Regions from separate parts of the Oryctolagus cuniculus genome. Here region 1 is linked to region 2. The links are chromatin contacts, called in public Micro-C maps. All regions are on one chromosome and are shown on one strand. The core of a region is the stretch at or near the end of the contact, and the rest is flanking DNA. Distances in the headings are between cores, read along the strand shown.

The links. Hi-C and Micro-C count contacts between places; a contact is called where the count stands out from the background.
Region 1: a contact with region 2 is called in a Micro-C map of ear pinna, with 14 times the contacts expected there. The contact joins the enhancer-like site here to the promoter of ANKRD23 in region 2. A contact is called at or near these places in 3 of 6 Hi-C or Micro-C datasets (ear pinna, psoas muscle and an unstated tissue).

The regions. Positions count from the first base shown.
Region 1 is chr2:111,142,009-111,147,479 of mOryCun1.1, reverse strand. No RefSeq gene overlaps it. Among named protein-coding and RNA genes, the nearest start is that of ARID5A, 19 kb to the left of the region's middle. Within about 2 kb of position 2,084, at least 1 of the 8 cell types and tissues checked has an H3K27ac peak or open chromatin away from gene starts, as enhancers often do.
Region 2 is chr2:110,883,841-110,889,332 of mOryCun1.1, reverse strand. It overlaps ANKRD23 (ankyrin repeat domain 23), which reads right to left and starts at 3,776. Exons shown (of 9, transcript XM_070068768.1): 1 at 3,640-3,776; 2 at 687-833; 3 at 447-575. The coding sequence starts at 731. ANKRD39 (ankyrin repeat domain 39) reads right to left here. Exons shown (of 4, transcript XM_002710017.5): 4 at 3,741-4,104. The coding sequence ends at 3,961.

The sequences.
Region 1 (5,471 bases), core at 835-3,334, 260 kb before region 2:
CACCGCACTGCCAATGGCAGGAGCCAGGTACTTATCCTGGTCTCCCATGGGGTGCAGGGCCCAAGCACTTGGGCCATCCTCCACTGCACTCCCTGGCCACAGCAGAGGGCTGGCCTGGAAGAGGGGCAACCGGGACAGAATCCGGCGCCCCGACCAGGACTAGAACCCGGTGTGCCGGCGCCGCAAGGCAGAGGATTAGCCTGGTGAGCCGTGGCGCCGGCCAAAGGTGCATGGTTTAAAACAGAGTGGTCGGCAAGGCCCCCTGGAAGGTGGCGTTGAGCCGTGGCTGGGGGGAAGGCAGAGAGAACAGTGAGGATGGAGACCCAAGGTGGCCACCAGCAACCAGGCCCAGGGAACTGAAAGACTGGGAGGATGGTGGACAGAGGCGGCTCGGGCACGGTGGAATGAGATGTTCCCGGGAACTGGGGCAGCAGGCAGCTCATAGGTGGAGACAGAGGGACGGCAGTGTAGTCCGGGCGCAGGTCTGGCATGGATGGGCTGTGGAAGTCTCTGGCCCATGCTGCTTTTTTTGGTGCTCAGAGAGGGAGGTGGGGACTGGGGGGGGGGGGCTTGAGGAGGGAGCAGGGGGGAGCAGTGATGTCAGTGGAATGTGGCCACACACAGACGGTGCCCTGGGGTGTGCCAGCAGGTGCCACTTGAGGTTGGTGGCACGTGTTTCGGCGAGACCAGACCACCAGCTGGTGCAGAGCTGGAATAGGGGACAGCTGGATTCAGCCGGGGGAGTCTGATGAGGCAGAGAGCAGGGGCTGGGGGGCCCCGAAGTCACCACAAACAAGGACAGCAGCGGTGTTGGGCAAGCACAGGGGGCCAGGGCTGGGGTCTGCAGCAGGGACCCCCTCGGGGAAGTGTAGCCTCCAAGTGGCCCACGCTGGAGGGGGCTGCAGGGGCCCGATGTGGCAGGAACAGCTGGCAGAGAAGGTACTAGAAGGGCAGCTGAGAGCCCAGGAGGTAAGTAAGACCGTTCCACCGTTTCAGCAAGGGCAGAGGCTACCAATGATGATAGGCTTAAATATTTTTAATTTAGCTTCCCGCGTTTAAGAATTGGGTTACATATTAAAATTGGGACAGGGGAATTTTCTTTAAAAACTGGAATTTCTGGTACAGGGATCACTTCCTGGAGCTGAGCAATGGCTGCTGCCCCTGGGACAAGGTGCTTGTCTATTCCCCAAGGTCCTACGTGCCCTCTGGGCCCCAGGCCTGAGGGACCCGCCCTCTGCCTTGCCCGGGGCGCCACGGCGTCGCCCGGGTCCTGCCGGTACTCGGACGCTAGGCGGCGCTGCGGCTCTTTGCTATCGCCAGCTCGGCCCAGGCCGTCGCCTAAAGCGAAGGGCTCCGTGAACGTGGCAGCTGCAACAGGATGCAGTAGGGTCACTGCGAGGTGGGCTGTGCGCGGCACTGGGGCAGGCCCCTCGACAGTGCACTTGCGAAACGAGCGCGGTCACTTCCAGCGTCCGCGACTCAGAGAGAGCCGCCAGGTGTGACGCTGGCGAAGGGCAGGTGTTCCCCGAACACACCCCCAGTCCCGCCAGGCCCTGGAAGGCCGACTTCACCTGCCCGCAGGAGAAAAGGAGTTGCGGTGCTGGAGGGACAGCAGGGAGAACTGAACAGCCAGGCAGGGCAGGGACACCGCCCCCCACTCCGGCCCTCTCCTCACTCGGGCTCTGCCAGCCAGGCATCCTCTCTTGCCTTCTCTGCTTCCAACTGACACCATCCTGGTGGCTTGCACCAGCCCACCCCCCAGAGTCAGCAAGTGGCACTCTCAGGACCCCTCCCTAGTCGCTGTCCCTAAGGCCAGCACAGACATCCTGCAGCAGGCCATGGCCAGAGGACTTGGCTCTGTGAGAGAGAGTGTGTGTGTCTGGGTGCAACCAGGCACATCCAGGCCCTCAGCTGTTCTCTGGAAGTGAGTCATTGCGACCTAAAGCCCTGTGGGCATTTAGTGAAAGTGCTTTGTAAACTGAAGTTCCACCGAAGGTGAGTCATCCCCTTCCTCCCGCCCGCCCGTGGCCCTCCCGTGCCCTGCCTGCTACCTCACCCCCTTTGGCATTCCTGCCTGCCTGTGCTGACCACCACCCTCCTGCCCGGCTTCTGACTCACAGGCTCCCTGACCTCCGCGCATCCTGTCTGTGTCTGGGTCAAGAATTCCCCCCCAGGTACCAGTTCTGACTGTGGTTGTCTGCAGCTTTTGGATGGCTCAGTGTTGAGAGTGATGCAAGCGATTAGTAATGTCTGCCACGGCCACAGGAAGGGGTGTGGAGGCTCACCTGCCACATGGGTGCCCCCTCCATCTGCAGGCAGCGATGAGCTAACCAGCGCGTGATGACAACGGGCTGTCAAGCGCAGGTCCTTGACCTCACAGCCACCCCACAGCCCTCGCCTGTGAACAGGCTGGGGCTGGGCACCACATCTCTCGCCCACGAGCTGCCCAGTGGGATGCCTGAGCAGTAGGCAGGGAAGCAGCCTCTTGGGAGAAGTCCAGTTGGGCTGCTTCCTCCTCTCTCCCTCCCAGCCCCTGGGAAAGAAAGGAAGAGGAGAGGAGCGGGGAGAGGAGAGGAGAGGAAAAGCAGCTTGTACAGAGGCTGGGTGAAGGGGGTCACCTGTGCACTACACCAACAGTGTTGCAGTGAGCGCGGTGCTGCAGAGGCGGGGCTGGGGGCCGAGGGTGAGGATGAGCAGAAGACAAACCGGAAGAATCATGCCAGGGTTGGCCCACCCCCTGCATAAACCTAGCCCACGGCTCCCCACTGTCCTCACCTTAACAGCCCAATGTCTCCGCCTGGAAGCTTCTCACAGATTCCTGGCTCACCACTGCCCCCTGCCTCCTGTGGCCTCTGTCTGAGCAGAGCCCCGAGGCATCCTGGAAAACATTCTCTCCACTCTTCCTTCCAGCCGCACCCAGAGGGCTCTTCCTCCAGGAAGCCTTCGTGGCCTGGGTGCCCACCCCACGTGCTCCCACAGCACCCAGCACCATCTGAGACTCGCTCCTCCCACTGAAAGAGTGACAGAAAGAGGGAGCGAGCGAGCGAGAGCTTCCATGTGCTGGTTCACTCACCCCATCCAGGTCTCCCATGTGCATACAGGGGCCCAACCACCCGCGGCCCCATCGGCTGCCTTCCCAGGCGCATTAGCAGGATGCTGGATTGGAAGCGGCATAGCCAAGACTCAAACCAGCACTTGGATGTGGAACGCGGGAGCCCCAAGCAGCAGTTTACCTGCTGTGTCACAGCTCCCGTCCTGGCCTTCCCATTTTTTTTTTTTTTTTAATCCAAATTATCATGGTGCACGTGCCCCTTAGCCAAGAGTCAGAACACTCCCATGCATCCCCTGCGCCTGAGCAGTCCCTGGGGACTCCTGTGTGCTCAGGAGGTGTCCTGGGCTCCCTCCCACCCCGTGGACCTGGGTGCAGGTGGCCTTGGAGAGGAGCAGCCCTTCCTGCAGCTTTACCCACCTGACTGTGAGAAGGGACGGTGCTCACCCACTCTGCATGCACAACACCGCCTGTGCCTCCTGCTGTTTTTTTTTTTTATTTATTTTATTTATTTTTATTATTTATTTATTTGAAAGGCAGAGTTACAGAGAGGAAGAGGCAGAGATCTTCCATCTGCTGGTTCACTCCCTCAAATGGCCACAACGGCCAGGGCTGGGCCAGGCTGAAGCCAGGAGCCAGGAGCTTCTTCCACGTCCCCCAAGTGGGTGCAGGGGTCCAAGGACTTGGGTCATCTTCTGCTGCGTTCCCAGATGCACTAGCAGGGAGCTGGACTGGAAGTAGAGCAGCAGGGACTCCAGCTGGTTGCCCACACGGGATGCCTGCATCACAGGCAGTTTTAGCCAATGTGCCACAATGCTGGCCAGCCCCCAGAGGCTACAACTTCTGAAGCTTACTTCTGCCCAGAGCCAGACACCCATCAAAGCGGTTTGACTGACTTGTGTCGCCCCAGGAAAGAGGTGTTGAGGTCCTACCTCTTGAACTTCAGAACGGAGACTTACTGGGACCAGGGTTGTTGCAGGTGTAATTAGCTTAGACGAGGTCATGGTGGAGTAGGGCATCCTTGTAGGACAACCACGTGAGGCCGCAGACCCAGGGGACTGGAGTGACACAGCTACAGGCAAGGGAGTGCTGCGGGTTGCCAGCAAAACACCAGGAGGTAGGACGCAGCCAGGACAGACCCCTGCCAGGAGCATGGGCCCGGTGACATCCCGGTCTGGGCCCAGCCTCCGGGAGCAGGAGAGGATGAGCTCCGTTGTTTGTCTGAAACCACGGAGCTGGAGGTAATGGCGGCTCTGGGAGATGAACACAATGGTGTTCAGGGGACAATGTGTCTGCACGCAAACTATCACTCCCAGCAAACACTGGTTTCCAGGACACAACGGAGTCTCAGCAGGCAGGGCCGTGAGGTCAGCACCCAGCAGTTGCCAGGCACTTTGTTCCAGGTTTGGTTCCATGCAGGCCCCACACTTCCTTTTGGGGAGAGTTCATTCACAAGATGAGGCTAAAGGACAGAATGACTCGCCCGAGGTTGTAGCTGGCAGCTCAGGGAGCAGCTGATCCCTGCCCAGAGCCTGAGGCCCAACCACAAGGCTGTGAGGCTGAGACTGGGGGTCAAGGGCAATGGAGTAAAACAGCAGCCAGGGGGCCGGTGCTGCGGCATAGAGGGTGAGGTCGCCGCCTGCAGTGCCGGCATCCTGTATGGGCACCGGTTCGAGTCCCGGCTGCTCCACTTCTGATCCAGCTCTCTGCTATGGCCTGGGAAAGCAGTAGAAGATGGCCCAAGTCCTTGGGCCCTACACCCACATGGGAGACCCAGAGGAAGCTCCTGGCTCCTAGCTTTGGATCGGCCCAGCTCCGGCTATTGTGGCCATCTGTGGAGTGAACCAGAGGATGGAAGACCTCTCTCTCTTCTCTGCCTCTCTGTAACTTTGCTTTCAAAGAAATAAAATAACTCTTAAAATATAAATAAATAAGCAAGCAGCAGCCAGACAGGGATTTTGAGGACAATGCTGCCTCAGCGGAAGCCTTTTGTTTTCCTTCATTTTATTATTACTTTTTTTTTTTTTTTTTTTTTTATTTTTGACAGGCAGAGTGGACAGTGAGAGAGAGAGACAGAGAGAGAAAGGTCTTCCTTTGCCGTTGGTTCACCCTCCAATGGCCGCCGCTGCAGCCGGCGCACCGTGCTGATCCGATGGCAGGAGCCAGGATCCAGGTGCTTTTTCCTGGTCTCCCATGGGGTGCAGGGCCCAAGCACCTGGGCCATCCTCCACTGCACTCCCTGGCCATAGCAGAGAGCTGGCCTGGAAGAGGGGCAACCGGGACAGAATCCGGCGCCCCAACCGGGACTAGAACCCGGTGTGCCGGCGCCGCAAGGTGGAGGATTAGCCTATTGAGCCACGGCGCCGGCCCATTTTATTATTACTTTTAAACATCAGAGTAACATGGGGCAGGCGCATAGGTT
Region 2 (5,492 bases), core at 2,527-5,026:
AACTCCAGTTTGCACAAATTCTCAGTCCTGCCCTCCCTGGAGACTGTGACAACAGGTGTCAAGAGAGTGCTGGGGATCGACACGAGCGTGGTGAAGTCCTCTCCCGCACTGTGTCAGAGGGTGACCTCGTTTGGCAACGGTCAAGGCGGGGCCACGTGGACTTGTTAAAGCAAGCCCCAGCCCGACACGACACGCCCTCGGATGAAGGGCTCCTTTGGCACCGCAGGCCCAGGGACTTGAGAAGGGGGTGGAGCTGCAAGCACAGCGGAAGGGCAGGAGCAGGTTCTGAGCGCGTGCAGACGGGCGCCACCCTGTGAGGGGCTGCTCCGGCCTCGGAGGCCATCCCTCTGCACTGCCTGGGCTGCAGCCTTCCGCGAGGAAGCCCCCCCTGGCCACCCGCCACAGGAAACGCTTCCTCGGGCCTGCAGCCCCACGTTGTCACTCACCTTAACCACGGGCTCAGGTTCCCTGGGGGGGACTCTGCGTCTCAGTCGCTTCTCTCTCCGTCTTTGAACCAAGTGTTCCAGGTCAGCCAGCGTCTCCAGATGGACTCTGGAGCTGTTAAATCTTTCAAGCTGAGAAGGCGCAGCGAGTGGACGGAAGACAGGAGCAGGCCAGACGTCAGCCAGAGGTTGGAGCAGGGCGGGGCCCCTGGGGCGGCCGCCCCACTCCCACCCAGCGCTCACCTTCACCTTCTTCTCCTCTTCCACTCTCAGCTTCTCCCGGGCCATGGCCTCCTGGGGCCCCAGCCTCCAGTCACAGGGCCAGCCTCCGGGGTCGGGGACTCCATGTCCGATTCCCAACGCTTTCCTCCCAACTCCTCCTCCACTTACCTGCAGGAACAGGCAGAGGACAAGCAATCAGAAAACAGGGTTGTACAGTGCCAGGGAGACGGCTGGCGAGGGCTGTGGACGGGGTGAGTTTTGGGGACTGGAGAGGCTGCCTCCCATCCGCGGTGACGTCCTGGGGGATGAGTGACCTCTGCCTGCCCTGCTCTGTCAGCAGGACCCAGGGGTGAGGCGAGCCCGCATCCATCCATACCGCTGGCCAGGGCCCAGGCACCCTTGAGCCAGATGACCGCTTAGCTTCCCTCCTGGGCTGCTGCCTTAGATTCCTACCGGATCACGCCATGCTGCCTTGCGGTACAAGCTCAGAGGGACTGAGACACACGCCCTGGGGGAATTCAACTCCGCTTGCTGGGAAACTGTCTCCATAAAACGGGCTCCAACCTGCACTTAACCTAAAGGAGCTGGGGCGGTTACGGGAGTTACTGGTCTCGTGCTTGGGAGTGAGTCCTCCCCTCACAGCTGGGGAGCACTGAGGACCGAGCCTGTGGGGAGAACAGGCTGGAATGATAGGATGACGGGGCTGGGGCTCCCGGCCAGACAGAACCAGATTCCCTTCTAAAGCAACGCTGCCCAGGCCCCACTGCTGGTGGGCAACGTGACATCCTCTAGGTCCCCAACACTGACAAAGCCCAAAGCACCCCTGGGGCAAGGATGCCCTTCTCCCTGCCCCCACCCAGGCCCTCCAGAGCAGTGGCCACCCTCGTGCTCCCCGGAGTCTGCCGCCTCCCTTCCCTGTCACGATCCAGGGCGGGGCTCGGTGCACACCAGGACTCTCACGGCCACCACACCCAGCTTCTTCCTTGCCTGCCAGCAGCTCATGCAGAACCAGGCACAGAGCAGACGGGAGCTGCCCACCTCCTGGTGCCTCCGCCCTGACCCTCAGACCCCAGTGAGCAGCTGCCTGCCCGCCACCCGATAGCCAGGGACCTGCCGGGGGGCGCCCCCTGTCCTCACCAACTGCTGAATGCTGATGAAGTCCATGGTCCCCCCGCTCTCCGCACCCCCAGTGAGAGCCCGGGCGCTGCCCTCTTATAGCTCGGCCTCCTCCTGGGGGCGGGTGGGGGCAGGGAAGGACAGATGACTCTGGGGTTCTGTCACATCGACCAAAATACCAGCCTGGGAAAGCAGCCCGCGAGGCAGACAGGGAGCCGCCGCCTTCCACACGCCCTCGCCTGCACCTCTGCCATACCCCACTCCGCTCGGAGCCGCTGAGCCACCGAGCACGCGGCCCAGCCACGAGCCCGTGCTCAAGGGGACACCTTTCCCACCTTGCTGCGTTCGCACCCGCCAGGGAAGAGACCAGTTTGGGCTTCCATGTTGTTGGAAGTCTGGCTGCCTGGGAAACTTCCAAGACCCGGCCCAGTGACCTTGGCACAAGCTGGCCAGAATCCTGCAGGGAAGAGCTGGCCTCTACATGACAATGCACAAACAGCTCTGTGTGATCTCAAGGCTGCCCCCATCCCTCCTGCCTCCCATGCCGGCAGCCCGAGTTACGCTGTGCCAGCCACTGTGGGGGGGCTGGGCCTCGCAAATGTCTCCCATGCTCCCTGTGGGTCCCCACCAGACACCCCCAGCCATGAGTGCACCCTCCACAGGGAAGGGGGGCTGCGGTCGGCCCCGGGTCCCAGGATGTAGCAGGAACCATGAAACCAGCCCCAGAGCAGTCTGTCTCAGGCCACCGTAAGCAAAAGTCCTGGATCTCAGGCCCATCGCCCAGCGGTGACCTTTGCGAGGAAACCTGAGAGCCAGTAAATAAGATTCCAGAGCCCAGCGGCCGCCATCGCCAGACAGCAGGGAGCGCCGGGGTCAGCAAGGGCCAAAGGCCAGCAGCTCTGGCCGTGAAGTCCAGAAGCTCACACAACAGAACCCGAGACAGTGAAGAAACTAAGCTCTGGGGTTTCAGGGGATTTTTTTTTCCGACAGAACTCTTTGGCTACAAGAGGAAAGACTCACCCAGACTAGAACGAGGACAAGTGGACAAGAAAAAGTCAGACTTCAGCCTGTGCGCCTCGGCCTCTGAGCACAGGGGCATTGCAATCAGCAGGCTCCACCCCAGACACTCAGCAAAAAAGCACTCGCCCTGCCAGGGCTAGCGCTGATTTTAAAAAGTCTTCCTAATTAAAAACCCAAAAGTAAACAGGAAGTCCAGGGCCTGCCGGCCCAGGGGAAAGCCCGCGTGGGTGCCGGGAGAAGGCACGCGCTCCCTGCTCTCCTGGCTCTCCTCCGCCCAGCTGCAGCTCCAGACGCACGCACCCTTTGCTGGAAGCGGCCTCGGGCCCCTAGCCCAGGCAGCACCGCCTCTGCGGGGGGCCCCCCAGGCTGAGTGCCTGCACGTGAACCTCCCTGCAGCCACGGGGGAGCAGTCCAGAAGCGCCAGATTCCTGGCTCTGCTCATTTAAATACATGTGGCCAGACTGCCACCTACCGTGACTGTACCGGTTTCCGTGGCCAGACACCAACAGAGTTAAGTGACAGCATGACAGAAGAAATTTGAAACGAATGGACATAAATGTACGTGTAAAACAGAGGATCGATATGCCGAATATAAACGGCTTTTCTGGGTCAAGAAAAGAAATCGACACGGGCGGGAAGCAGTATTCCCCTCACTGTAACTCGCCCGCAGACTAAAGCAGCAGCGCCCTCTGCCGGTCACAGGCCGGAAGGAGTGGGTTCCGACCCTGCCAGCACTGAGCACGTCTGGAGCAGGAACTAAGCAAAGCACTCGCCACGGAGCTCCCCTCCCCCAGTCCCCACGGTGGCCCTGGGGCGGGCCCCCTGTAACCACTCTCACCTCGGACCAGCCACCGGGGGACCGACGGAGCAGGGGCAGCTCTCGCCACGGGCGCCGCACTTGTGTGCTCTGATTTTTGGTCGTTCATCTTGAGGTTTATCTTTGTGGGCGGAGGTAGGGATTTGACTTTATTGGTTTTTCCAAATGGATGGACGTTCCCACAGGACCTGATTCAGAACATGATCGCCTGTCCGGGCGCAGGCACGTCCCGCCCCACCAAACCTCCTCCCTCACATCCACGGAGGCCCGGCGGGGTTCTTCCGGGGTCTTCTGGCCTCAGTTTCCCTCCGCACAGCGTGCGGCAGGAGGGCGGCCTCTCTCTCAGGCGGCCAGCAGGTCCCGCAGGTCGCTGTGGCTGGGCAGCAGGTCGCAGGCCAGCCGCGCCTTCCGGTCGCGGACCGCCTTCAGGGCCGGGCTGTGCTGCAGCAGCAGGGAGCAGATGTCCACGTGGCCCTTCTCCGCAGCCTGGGGACAGACACACCCAGGTCAGGCTCACCCCTGCCAGACCCTGCCCCTTCTTGCTCCTCTGAGATCCTGAGGAAGCGGGCCAAGGCCGGCCTGAGGCGGTTTCCTCGAACTCCTTTAGAAACCCAGCGACTCTCCAGGAGGCGGTGGAGGGCCCAGGGCCCTCTGGCGGGAGCCCGTCTTTCTTTCTATGTCTCCACCCTGTGGCCACTGCTGGCTTGGGTCAGAGCCACACAAACAGCTCGGCCATTCAGCCATCACCTGCAGGGTGCTGGGCGCCACGGGCAGCCGCCAGACGAGCTCGGGTTCCCAGCCTTCTCTTCTCCTTTGAGACACGGATCCTCATTTGGGCATCACTTTAAGATTTGTTTATTTATTTGAAAGGCAAAGCTAAGAGCGGGGGAAGGGAGAGGGACTGCTCTTCTATCTGTTGGTTCACTCCCCAAGATGGCCACAATGGCCAGCAATGGGCCAGGCTGAAGCCAGGAGCTTCTTCCAGGTCTTCCACACTGGTGCAGGGGCCCAAGCACTGGAGCCATCTTCCACTGCTTTCCCAGGCCATAGCAGAGAGCTGGATTGGAAGTGGAGCAGTCGGGACTAGAACTGGCGCCCACATGGTGCCACAGCACCGGCCCCTGGGCAGCAATTCCTAAATGTCGCTAAAGGTAACCGAGGTAAGCGACTGTGTAGCTTACCTTTCCCGATACCTCTCGGAGGTGGGAATCGCCACTACTGCCCCAGACAGACTGCAGCGCACAGAAGCGAAGCAACTTGCCCGAGGTCCCCGAGCTGCCGTGGCAACGTGGGGATGCGAAGTCGGCCCTGCTGACGGCTGGGCTCTGTACCTTCCCCGCACCTCCCAGCAAACTGACGGACGCCAGGGGCCCGCACAGGGCGAGAAGCAGCCCCAGAATCCACCACGGGACCTCCGGAGCCCGAACCTTCACGCAGCAGGTCCTCCTGGTGAGCGCAGACCCGGCTGTGGCTTCTGTCTCGCTGCCTAGTTCAAGCAGCGGTCTGCTGTGAGCAGGGCGAGATGCGGCCCCAAGAATTCCTCACGGAAAGCAAAATACCAGGGGCCGCACTGTGGTGCAGCAGGCTAGGCTGCTGCCCGTGACGCCGGCACCCCACGTTGGAGTGCTGCTCCAAGTCCCAGCTGCTGCTCCTCCAATCCAGCTCCCTGCAATGTGCTTGGGAAGGCAGAGGAAGATGGCCTAAGTGCTAGGGCCCCTGCACCCATGTGGAGACTCAGACGGAGATCTTGGCTCCCGGCTTTGGCCTGGCCCAGCCCTGGCTGTTGCGGCCATTTGGGGAGTAAGCCACAGGGAGCTCTCTCTCTGTTTCTCCCTCTCTGTCACTCTGCCTTTTAAATAAACAGAATAAATCAT